2 separate regions of the Xenopus laevis genome follow, and region 1 is linked to region 2. The links are chromatin contacts, called in public Hi-C maps. All regions are on one chromosome and are shown on one strand. The core of a region is the stretch at or near the end of the contact, and the rest is flanking DNA. Distances in the headings are between cores, read along the strand shown. Region 1 overlaps cbfa2t2.L (CBFA2/RUNX1 translocation partner 2 L homeolog). Region 2 has its middle 10 kb from the start of cbfa2t2.L.

Region 1 (6,692 bases), core at 3,531-6,030, 36 kb after region 2:
TCCTCCATTCATTGTACCTTAGCAGTCGGATACTGCTGGACAGAGCACCTGGACAAGTACCTGTGGGGAGCAGTAGCGGTCCTTTTTTCTAGTCTCCTATTAGTACAGGTGTCCCTAAAAAATAGCTTGTCTCTTTTGTATGGGCTGGTGTTTATCATTGCTGCCTTGTAGTCCTGGGTTCAGATCTACCCTGGGAATTATCTGCATGGAATTGTGTGTCCTTCCCTTGCTTGCTTTGTTTTACCTGTGGTAGCCTGGCTTCCTCTCACACTACAAAAACTTTCTGATGAAACTGACCATATTGTTTATGAATGTGATAGGGATGACTTTAGATTGCAAATCCCCTTTGGGGAAGGATGTGATGTGAATGATGAATAATATCTATGAAGTGCTGACCCTATAAATAATAAAGTACAGTCGTAATCAATAAAACTGATATATTTTACATTTATGTGTCCCAAGGAGTCAATGGCAACTTAAATAATGGCTACCAGGAAGAACTTGTAGACCATCGGCTGACAGAGCGAGAATGGGCAGAAGAATGGAAGCATCTGGACCATGTAAGTATACTCTTAATGAGTATTTACATTGGTTTCAACACTGTATATTCTCACATAGTTAAGGGAATCCATAAATGCATTTGGGTTTGAGAAGCAGTTCATATATGTTATTTGCCACAGGTTCTGCTCACTAATCACTTTGAGTGTTCCATTAAGTACCATGGAATCACTCAAATGCAAGAAACATGTCATAACGTTATAACACCACATTTTGACTTTCCTTCCAGGCATTGAACTGTATCATGGAGATGGTAGAGAAGACTCGGCGCTCAATGGCCGTGCTGCGTCGCTGTCAGGAAGTGGATAGAGACGAGCTCAACTACTGGAAACGGAGATTCAACGAGTCAAATGAGATCCGGAAGGGAAGTGAGCATCCCAGCAGACAACACAGCCCTTCCAGCACCGATTCAGGAGCCAGCGGTAAGGGCTCTCAGTCCTTTGTTGTTTAATTTCTTTTTAACCCACTGGTCAGTTGGGTTAAGGCCAACTTTTGCACAAGTAGGTTTAGTCCGACTTCTGCACAAGAGATGCGGGCAACCTTACAGTGCTGGCTTCCTCTTCCAGCAGCCTCTATTTATAGGTCTTCCTTTTCATGGCGTCAGAGATGGGCAGGTCGGGCACGGGTCTATAAATAGAGGGGACTTGCTGGGTCAGTTAGGGAGAGGGCTAGTTAAGGCCAAGTGTGGGCTGTCTTTTTTTTTTTTTTACTAATTCACAGCTCATGAGTTTCTTATGATTTTTTTCAGATTCCGTTCGTGACTTTGGGAGCAGAACAGGAGCAGGCTATGTAACAGATGAGATCTGGAGAAAAGCAGGTATGAAATGTCACCCCCTATTATGTAAGGATGGACCAGTGGAAGATAGTAATCTAATCAGTGAAAATGATTCATAGACCCGGGCAGAAACTTTCATCCGGTGTCAGCAATTGAATAGGTGGCTTGGGGAATTGAATTCGGTTAACTTGAAATTGTCTAAGTGATTTTGAAGTTCGGGAATAGTGTAAGGGAAAAGAGTAGGCACCGTATAAGACAAATTAAGGCAACATTGTGGTTCATTGTTTCTGTATAGTAACAATCCCCTTTCCTTCTTGTCCCACAGAGGAGGCAGTGAATGAAGTCAAACGGCAGGCAATGTCTGAAGTACAAAAGGCTGTCTCGGAAGCAGAGCAGAAAGCATTTGAGATGATAGCATCAGAGAGAGCAAGGATGGAACAGACCATTGTGGACGCAAAGAGGAGGGCTGCAGAAGACGCCGTCTTGGTTGTGAATGAGCAGGAAGAGTCCACTGAGGTATAAAACTTGCATATTTACAGTTCTTGTTCATATACAATTCTGTAGTCATTTAAACAATGGGTTAACAGAGAGGCTGTCACACCCGTGTGGGTTAAATTCCCTGCTATAAAGAATCTATAGTCCTAAAGCAGGACAGAACTGCTGATTTGTGAGGGAAAGGAATAACACTTATTCAGGGGTGTAACATTTCTAGGGACCCTAGGAGTGTTGTCCGCTGACAACTCAAAGGTGGCAGGAGGAATTAAAACTAATGTTTGGAAGGCCATAGGTTATTTTACACAAGGAGAAATAATCTGTATTTTCATTGCTTGTGCAGAGCTGCTGGAATTGTGGTCGGAAAGCGAGCGAGACATGCAGTGGCTGTAACATCGCTCGCTACTGTGGCTCCTTCTGTCAGCACAAGGACTGGGAGAAACATCACCGCATCTGTGGCCAAAGCATGCATACACAGGCAAAACCACTCACCCCATCTCGTTCCCTGATCCCCAAAGCTTCTGACCCCGTCCTTCTGAGCCCCACTCTGGAGAGGTCTTCCAGCGCCACCTCACGCTCCTCTACACCTGCTTCTGTCACTGCTGTTGATGGCCTGTGAAGAGAGAATGAGAATGAGTCTTTTTCCCCCTATGGATTTATTTACCCCCTTTTTGCGCTCAGAGTAACATAATAAGTCCACGAGACAGCAGCAATTCGGCCTTTCTCTGAAGAGAAAATTTCATCCATCTTGATGTATTTAAATAATTGCTGGTGCAGCAAAATACAAGAAGAGACAGTTAATAAAGAAGATGGAAAAAAAACTGAAATCGCCCGGAGACCTATTGGCCCATCTCTTTAAAAAGGCAATTGCCCAAATGGGATCTAAATTGTGTGTGTATATATATATATATATATATATATATATATATATTTGAAATGGACATTCATTTGGCTGATTTCTAGTGGACCAGATTGCTAGGGACTTCTATCTGGGCCTCAAAGTGTTATCCCAGTTATAGACTGCATTCTGGACTAACCAAGCAATCGGTATGTTCGTGTTTGGCCTTTGCATCCCGTATTTTCTTGCCCAGAAGAAAAAGCAGATATGTAATATATCTCCCTCAGCCTAACCCATGTTGTCTATCAGGAAGAGTCAGCATGAGTCGTTTGGTTGTTAAACGGGCAAATATCAGGGCCATACAATAAAGACTATTTGTGAAAGTGAGATTTTATAAGAGATCATGTACCCCCTATTGTTAAGTATGAATATATTACATCACTTAGCATATGGATATGCATATGGACTGTGCTATTGTCTAGGAGCAGTTGTGCCTATGGCTTTGCAGCACAAGGGATTTGCAAAATGGCAGACTGGCCAAACCAAATGTAAACTTCAGATGGATTATTTTTCACTTCCAAAGATGTCACCAAATATGAGGTTAAATTGTCAGTCTTTCCGTGTAGATAATGTAACATAATAAGGATTATTCTCACTCCGTATTTTCGTGTCTGTTGAAAGTGATAAACGTTTCCTCCCATCGTCAGAGCTGCGTTGGTTCATTGTTGGAAATTGCTCATTTTATAAAGTGCTGTTTCATGAATAAGCTACATATATTATGTGAGTCCTGTACAGATTACAGATATACTAATCATTTATTATGGAGTTTATTCAATAAAGTTCATTTTACCAGTATCCACTGGGTTCCTTTTCCATGGGAAGAAAACAGAATGTAGCCAATGGCTGGTAAACTCAACAGAGTTCATTTATTGTGCTTCTACAGGGAGGCCCATGGGCAGGTTGTGTCCCTCTAATAGGCTTTCATAGCTCCAGCATGCAATCTCCATAGATATGGTTTAGTGATGTGTGGGTTGACCCATAACCCACGGTGACCCGTGGGTTGACCATCGGTTGGGCAGGTACAGGTTGAAATTTGGTTAGCTATTACAGATTATGGTTGGGTGCAGGTCAGACCAGGGATGTACACTGCTCCCGAAAAGTCCCTGTCTTGGAACCAGAGGTGCACACAGAAGTAGTGTACAGACCAAAAAGATGCGGGTACAAGTTGGGTGCGAATCCTACAATGGTAACATTTTGTAGATTAAGGTTTTGTGGGTTGGAATCATGTGCGGATTGTGTTTTTACTGACCCGCATATCACTTTTACGGTTGTATGACAGTTTCTTTTAAAATTCGAGACCCCCCAAAAATGAGACAGGGGTGTGGTTAGGGTTGCCACCTTTTCCGGAAAAAAATACTGGCCTTCCTATATATTTATCATTTTCCCCTATTAATAACATTGGGATCAACCATCATTTTTACCGGCCAGATGGCAACCATAGGTGTGGTCCCAAACCACATTTTGTACCTCATTGGTTTAACTATAGGGGTGCAGACCTGATGGGGAGTCTCAGGTGACCCATGCTTGTGTGCACTGCTTGGTGGTCTGGACCCATGAAATTAAGCTGTTGACCATACTCCCAGTTTAGCATAGCTGCAAGGGTTAAGGTGGCCATACATGGGCCGATAAAAGCTGCAAACAGACCAAGTCTGTAGCTTATTGGCGCCGGGTATGGGGCCCTCCGACAGGCTTCCCAATCGATATCTGGCCGAAAGTCAGCCAGATGTGAATCGGACAGGACTAAAAATCCTCAACCGGCCTAGCGCTGGCTGAGCGTGCACATGCGCGAGTTGACGCTGGCACGCAGAAGCGTGAATCGCTGTGCGCAGAAGATATGCGACCGGACAATGGGGTAGGCGACAAGAGCAGGTACGTGCCTGGCGCCTCCCCAACTTTGCACCCTAGGCACGTGCCTACTTTGCCTACCCCTTGGCCCAACCCTGGCGGGCGCATCTGTACATTGATGCGGTCCAGCAATCCAACCGCCTAATTACTTAGTCGGTTGTTTCTTTGAAACCCCTGAATAAGGTTGATTTCCTTCTTACTTACCAGTGCTTTGGGATTTGATCTGGAGAAAGCTTACAAAGTGCTAATTGTGCACAAGGTACAGCTTGCTGCCCAAGGCAACCCAATCAACTCGGAATTATTAGGGGGAATTTGTGATTTCTATGCTAATATTTCTGTTTTCTGAAAGATAAATGGAAAGGGGGTGTCATCTGAGTAAAGGTAAATATTTGCATAAGGGACCTCACACCTGCCCTGCCTAAAAGGGATACTATTATCACATAATTATCCCCTTTGTTCTGATTCAACTTGAGCTCTTCTTTCTAGCAGCCCCATAGTTGAATAAGACAAAGACCCCCTGAGGCAACACACATAAATGAACCTGACAGATAAAGGGGCCTTTAGCTGTCCCATGTAATGAGAAAAATATACTTCCCCAGGCAAGGACTTTTTCCATCAGCCCTTATATATACAAATGAATCCACCACTTAAATACTTAAAGTCCAATCATGACATCTTTAGGGAGCCTAATTAGCTATGGCACAACATATCACCATAGTCCCAATTAGGTCAGCTTAGATCAAACCTGCTACTACCAAGCAGTTATGATAAAGGATTCTGTTATATGCCTGGATCAATCCACTGTATCCCCTAAACTGTTACCATTTTCCATCTACAACAAGTAATACAGCCATCTTTGAATTCATTTTAGCTAATTAGATGCTGGTTCCTTTCTGAAGACTGTTATAGTCTGTCCTATGTGTTATTGGGCAGCAGGGCAATTATGTACCAACTAAATGGGAAGTGTCAAGGATTTGTCTCTGTAGAGACCCTGATCTGTTCTACTGTCCTTCCAGATACGGCATAGATTGGGTATGCACCTTCAGACCATGTGAAACCCATAGCTAGAACTACAATTATGGTGTAAAAGAAACAATCGACAGTAGTCATGTGTGGCTAATTTTATAACAGGGATGGAAAGTACATACAGCAGATATTTACATATCTGACCGGCGCCTTGGCAATTTTCAGGAGGTTCATCGCATGCGCAGTTGCCGATAAACAAAAAAATTACTCCAAAAGCGCATGCGCCACTTCGTCGGTCACATTCCGAAGATTCCCGAAGAGAAGAAGATGGAGCCCGTGAACTCCGCTGGACAGAATCTGCACGGAGGGGTAAGTAAAAAGTTAGGGGCATTTGCCGGGGGGCAGCTAGGCTGAGGGGGAGGAGGAAGAGGGTTTGTTTCTCCTTTAAGAGATGGGATGACCTGTAGCTCAATCTCTCGTGAGCCTGCAGCTTTCTTTTAGGCAGAGGAGAAACACAGACACCATGCTTCTCTTGCTACAAGAAAAGACAAAACTTCTGCATTAGCAGACAAAAATCATGTTACATGACACTGTATCAGTATCAGATCAGTATGGGACCTGTATGAGAGCACACACATTAATACATATCTTAAAGAAACAGTAACACCAAAATATGTAAGTGTTTTAAAGTAATGAGAATATTATGTAGTGTTGCCCTGCACTGTTAAAACTGATCTATTTGCTTCAGAAACACTACTATAGTTCATATAAACAAGCTGCTGTGGAGCAGTGGCGGAAATTGAAAAACGGCTATATGGCACAGGTTAACTAATGGATAACAGATAACATCATTAGACAGACAGAGCTTATTTGCTATCTGCTGTGTAACCTGAGCTTTTTCTCCTTTGAAAGGCTGCCCCCATTGCTACACAGCAACTTATTTATATAAACAATAGTAGTGTTTCATAAGCAAACACACCAGTTTTACCAGTGCAGGGCAACACTGCATTATATTTTCATTACTTTAAAACACTTTTATTTTTTGACGTTACTGTTCCTTTAATACTTACCTCATGACCCTGGACTTCCTTTTCCTCCACTTGCTGCTGGCCTGAGTCTTCGCTCAATCCCGGCAGCCATACACCCTACAATGATGAT
Region 2 (6,392 bases), core at 2,589-5,088:
CGTCCTGCTTCACTCTGCACCTGTTCCAGTTCAACTACGCCCTCGTCCCCCTGTTCCTGCCTTTCCCTTTGTGTTCTGTGGACACAGCCAGTCCCTGCCCAAAGGACTCTCCTTCTCCCTTCAGGCTCTGCAGCGCCCCCTACATAATCCTTGACTCCAGGCCGGTGAAATACCAGCCAGGTGGCAACCCTAGGCCCCATAGAAGACCAGAAAATAAGATTTGCTGTAGCTCGTATAATGGGGAAGGATGGTGACAGAAGAAAGATGGATGGGTGTTGCCTGCTACTGTCAGGGCTGCTGGGAGTTCCAACAATAGCTGAAAACCTTATTTATGAACATGGACCATTTTGCCCTCGTAAGATGCATTTTTATAAAGTGGGGGAATCTCATAAACTCTCCACCCGATAAGCCCATGTGTGGCCTCATATGGTAAGGCCATCTTCCTATTGGTGCAATCGTTCCCAGAAAGTCTTCTTCAGCTCCTCATCCGCAGATGAATCATGATCTGCCCAACCTAGTACATCACACAATGACACTTTTATAGCTTGATATATCCCCAAAACGACCAATATCCATAGCAAATGAATGTCAGTTGGGACTGAAGGAGGACCAAACTCATACCAGTCATTTGTTTTATATGATTATTGGTATGTAAATGGTTTCCCTCTGGTCCTGTCTTTTATCCATGATCTGTTGTTCAATAAAATTGGTCTCTGTATGGCCAACTTTATTTATACCTAAAGTTTTGACATTTAAATCCTGTACTTGTATAAGAGAGAATAATTAGTTGCTTAAAGGGGTGGTTCCCCTTTTAAATCAACTTTTTGTGCGTTATAGGATGGCCAATTCTAAGCAACTTTTCAATAGGTCTTCATTTTTTTTATAGTTTCTTTATTAGTTGCCTTTTTCTTCTGATTCTTTCCAGCTTTGAAATGGGGGTCACTGACCCCTTGTAAAAACAAATGCTCTGTAATACTGCAAATTTATCGTTATGGCTGCTTTTTATTTCTCATCTTTCTATTCAGGCCCTCTCCTATTCATATTCCAGTCTCTTGTTCAAATTAATGTATAGTTAGGGTAATTTGTGGACCGTAGCAACCAGATAAACTCACTGTTTATATCACAGCAGGATTCAGCTTAGTGAGGGAAAGGCAACAACTTTTAGAATATGAACTATTTAATACTGGTTTGCACTAATAAGCAGAAATACATTTATTTATCAAGAATGACTTTTTTTCCCATTAGAGAGGCTTTAAATGTTTTTTTTTTTGCCTTCCTCTGGATCAACTAGCAGTAAGGCAGGTTATATATAGACTTGAAAGCTTGAACTTCATAGACGTGCCTTTTTTTCAACCCAACTTACTGGGGGTCATTTATAAAGTTTGTGCAGCGCATATTTATACGCAAATGGTTGTATTGCCCTTGTTTTTTCCTGAACGCTAATATTTGCACTGCTCTGCCCGTCTTTCCGGTTTTTGCGATTTCGTATTGTGAATAAATCTTCGCAAATGGTGGCGCAAATGAGACGGAAGTTTGCGCGAGCGCACGCAATGTGCGAGGTTCTTGTGCGCAAAAATAGCGTTGACAGTAACTAAAATTCTTTGCTAAACTGTTTTGCGAATATTTTCTCCGCCACCAAAGTTGTGGCGTAATTCAGTCACAGAGTGTGCACATAAATATTGGCAATTTGCGAGTTTTTGACATATTTAAGAAAAACTCTTATAGACATTCACATTGTGAAAAAAAATGTTACAATTCTGTTTGTGCACTCTTATTCGGCTTTATAAATATAACCATGCGCAGGGCAAATATATTCACTTTGCGAACCAATCTTCCCTGCGCAAAGTTTATAAATAACCCCCACTATGTTACTATGTTGAAAACATTTAAAAGCACTGATAATGTGTAATGAATTTACATTTTAATACATTATTATCATTTTGCAAAACGGCTTATTGGGAGGAGTTCCCCTTTAACGTATATCCCAGATGGCCAACCTGTCCTCCAGATGTTCCTGGACCTCTAGCTCCCGGCACCTGCCAGGGATATTGAGCAACAATGTTCAGGTTTTTTATTTTAACATATTTCATATTTTATCATTTTCTCTGGTTCTTATCTCTGTGGTTTCCCTGTGCCTTTCATGCTCTGTCTCTCTCTATCAAGCAGCTGCATAAATCCAACCTGCGCCCCCCCTCCCGAGCCATTCAGCGCTTATTTATTATTTTCTCCAAATCACTGTAATTAGTTTATTACGCTGATATTAATGGAGCTTGTGGAGTGCGCGGGAGCTAATTGAAATGTTTGCCGTTCCTGATGGTTGTTGATTCTTGAGGATTAGAAAAATCCTTTTTATTTCCCTTGCTATGGGGAGAGAGAGTGATATAATGCAACGTGCGGGAAAGGAGCCAGTTGCAGATTAGCTCTTTAATGAGTACGTCAACAAACCCCACTGCGGTAATAGCCTCCACTTTTTTCACGTTTTATTCTTAATTTAATATTTAATATAATTATAAATGGGCTGTTTATCTAAAAAAAAAATAAAAAAAAGATTTTGGGAGGGAATTGGCTCCTTTTAGAATATGCAGAATGTCAAAACATCACCTCCCATTGAGTCCACTGCATGGATAGGGCATGGCCCCATGGTGCCTATATAGCAAATCAGCCCCACTGTACAATCTGATCAAGGAGTTAATACAAGTACACAGCCATTCCATACATTTCGAGAGGAGCAGTTATAGAAGTGTATAGTCCAATGTTCTCTGGTAAGACAGTACTGTGCCCCCACAAATTAATAGGAAATAGGGCGTTACTTGTTCTTATTACCCCAAGAATTGTCTTTAGGGTGGCGCACATAGGATGGCACATGATGACTCTGACAATTGTAGAAGTTGTTGATAGGAAGAGTTGATACAAGGACCTGTTATCCAGAATGCTCCGGACCTGGAGTTTTCCTGAAAGGACCCTGATCGGATTCTTTTGCCTCCCATAAGAATTAATTATATCTTAGTCAGGAACAAGTACTGTTTTATTATTACAGAGAAAAAGGACATCATTTTTAAATTGTCATTTTGCTGATTATGTATGAATATCCTGTAAACAGGGCTTAGTGATGTCATTGCTTATCATCAGCGCTTAGTGATGTCATGTCTGTGACATGATTCACTAAAACTTGTTTATTCTAATAAATAAAGTACCCCCTGTTGCAAAATACGAGGATGTTAGAAGTCACCTCGGAGTTCCATGACCTTCGGCCTTGTGCTTTTATATAATCATGGAACTCCTCTGTAACTTATAATATCCTTCTATTTTACAATAGGGGTTACTTTATTCACTGTGTAATGGAGTCTATATGACATGACCTTTCTCGATAACAGATAATGGATCCCATTCCTGTAGTTGATATACAGTAGTTGATCTACTGGCTGCAGTAGGGTAATATGGCAATGGTTCCATCAATACCCTAGAGCTGTAACAGGTCACGTTATAAAAGAATCAAGGCCCCATAAAGTCTTTTGCTGGGGAGGGGGGGTGGTGCACCATAAGCAAAGGCAGCCTTGAGATCACTCCTCAGATCTTCCATTGGAGTAGAACAATCTATTTATGCAAATCCTACTTCAGTCATATAAATTAGGCAGGCGTCTGTGCAGTGCTGAATTTTTTAAGCATTAAACACTTTGTATACCAGACTAAAGAATGGCCTTGGCTCCAGCCTCAGGGTTTTTGTAGGGCTTTATTTAGCCCCCGCCACATGCTGTTTATCAGTCAGATGGTATATGTCTCCTCTGCAGGGACAATAGGCCACACTGCTGCTTGCCCCATTGTGTTACCTGCCACATGTCTCTTGTGCCTTTTCCCAAAGCCAGCTGCCAGCACAATCCTATTACACGCGGGATTCAGAAGGGACAGACCCAAGACTGTGACCATCTGCTCTCTTTTCCATTGAAAGGCTGTAGCCTCCTGGACTTCCAGCATTCAGCTGGCCCAAAGCACTCAGCGCCTGGGAAACAGACCCTTTCCCCCCTCCATACATTTAAAAGAAAAATCATCCCCAGTATTTAACTGAGAAGCACCATATCCATATTTTATAAGACTTGGATTGACTACAAGGGGGAAAGTTGCATTTGGGACAGGAGCTCATTTAATGCGTATCTGAGAAATGTATATAGGGCTCGATCATAATCTTTTTTTTTTTTTTTTGGCAGCAGCATAGGAAACATGCAGGCTTGCGGGGAGGGGGGGAACAAAATGTAAAATTTTACCAGATAGGCTCCTCAGTTACAAATTTCATAAATCAGTAGAAAAAAATGTGTTATTGGGAAGAATTATAGTTAGTGTAAAAGTCCCAAAATAACAACTAAGTAGATTGGGACATAGAAGGGTTAAGGATAGGGGTGGGCGTGAACCAATCGGTGGTCAGTGTTTTAGTGGCAAGGACAGATCCCAGAATTTACCCCAAGGGCTTTGGGTCTCTAACTATACCACTGTGTCCAGTTACTTAATACAAATTGCCGTAACTGGATATTACTGGGCCCCACAGCAAATTTTTTTTCAGGCTCCCAAAATGTTTCGTGGTTGACTGGTTTATTGAAACTGTATACGAATTAGGGCCTCATGGAGCCCCTATACCTCCTGGGTATTGCGCACTGAGTTGCGCCTCTGCAAATGATATAGTGAATAAAGTACCCCCTCTTGTAAATTGTAAGGATATTATAAGTTACTGAGGAGTTTCATGACCAATTCGGCCTCGTGTTTTTATACAGGTCATGAAACTTCAAGGTAACTTCTAATTTCTTCATATTTTGCAACAGGGGGTTTACTATTATTATTATTATTATTATTTATTATAATACACAAAATTCAGTGAGTCAATGACATTACTACTCACTGTTTATAACTAATGACATCAGAACTCACCATTAAGGATATAATTTACAAGATAGTCATGGCTTTTGTGTATTATATAGTGAATAAAGTACCCCCTCTTGTAAAATATAAGGATATTATAAGTTACCAAGAAGTTTCATGACCTTATAATGTTTTTATACAGGTCATGAAACTCAGAGGTAACTTCTAATATCCTCATATTTTACAACTGGGAGTACTTTATTTATTATATAATACACAAATTTCAGTGAGTCATGTGACAGAAATGACATCAGAACTCACCGTTTATAACTGATGACATCAGAACTCACCGTTTATAAGGATATCATTTACAAGATATTCATGGCTTTTGTGTATTATATACAAATACACTCAGAGACTCTATCTAAAAGCTTGAGGCCCCGTAAAATAATATGGTCACCCTGCTGCCCATGACCATCACAACAGACCCCTGGGGGATACTGCATTACCTTCCTAGGAGCAGGAGATTCTGATATGACCCCATATTTACATCAGGGATATCCTCTCGCAAGGGCACTAAGTCCAATGCTGTCTGTAGGAGTTGCAGGGCCAGGGACAAAACTGACTGGTCATACAGTAGAACCCCCGTTTTATATTTTTCAGGGGACCAGAAAAAAATGGTGTAAAATCCAGGAAAATGTAAATGTAAGGGAAATGTATTAAGCCTAATATATAGGTGGGACCACAAAACAACAATGTAAACAATGTAAAATTGAGGTTTTCACTGTATATCTAATAAAGGATTTTCCACCTAATAACTCTTCAGCTATAATGCTGTAAGTGACGAAAGTGGGAAAGTGTAAGGAGATGAGACACGAGGAGGCTCATGGGAAACTGTTGCATCATTGTCTACCTTTATTGCAGCATAGTCTGCTGTTTATTCAACTTCACCTGGCCCTGAGATAGTTACTATATACAGCATGAATGGCACCATAAATACAATGCTCATATCTGAACATGCACACAGTTATAATTATGCAGAAGATAAATTCACTGGGTTAAGGTTCTTGTTTTACAGGAAGGACCAACTGCAAGAATTTAAACTGAAAGACACAAAAATGGCAGTGGATAGGGTAGATACAGTCATATGAAAAAGTTTGGGAACCCCTCTCAGCCTGCATAATAATTTACTCCACTTTCAACAGAAAAGATAACAGAGGTAGGTCTTTCATTTCCCAGGTATTTTCTGAACAAAGTGAAGCAGTATTCAGTTGAAATTAAATCAAATGTGAAAACTAGTTGTGCAAAAATGTGGGCGCCCTTGTAATTTGGCTAATTTGAATGCATGTAACTGTTCAATACTGATTACTGGCAATACCAAATTGGTTGGGTTAGCTCGTTAAGCCTTCAACTCATAGGCAGGTGTGTCCAACCATGAGAAAATGTATGTAAGGTGGCCAATTGCAAGTTGTGCTTCTGTTTGACTCTCCTCTGAAGAGTGACAGTATGGGATCTTAAAGCAACTCTCAAAAGATTTGAAAACAAAG

What was found. A called contact is a pair of places that touch in the nucleus more often than the background predicts.
Region 1: a Hi-C map of the XTC cell line shows a contact between it and region 2, with 2.6 times the contacts expected there. The contact joins two enhancer-like sites. A contact is called at or near these places in 2 of 4 Hi-C or Micro-C datasets (the XL177 cell line and the XTC cell line).

Annotation. Positions count from the first base shown.
Region 1 is chr9_10L:45,277,716-45,284,407 of Xenopus_laevis_v10.1, forward strand. It overlaps cbfa2t2.L (CBFA2/RUNX1 translocation partner 2 L homeolog), which reads left to right. Exons shown (of 11, transcript NM_001086057.1): 7 at 463-560; 8 at 788-980; 9 at 1,307-1,375; 10 at 1,659-1,849; 11 at 2,169-3,518. The coding sequence ends at 2,444. Among protein-coding and RNA genes, the nearest start is that of cbfa2t2.L, 25 kb to the left of the region's middle. Within about 2 kb of position 4,781, at least 1 of the 7 cell types and tissues checked has an H3K27ac peak or open chromatin away from gene starts, as enhancers often do.
Region 2 is chr9_10L:45,242,258-45,248,649 of Xenopus_laevis_v10.1, forward strand. No RefSeq gene overlaps it. Among protein-coding and RNA genes, the nearest start is that of cbfa2t2.L, 10 kb to the right of the region's middle. Within about 2 kb of position 3,839, at least 3 of the 7 cell types and tissues checked have an H3K27ac peak or open chromatin away from gene starts, as enhancers often do.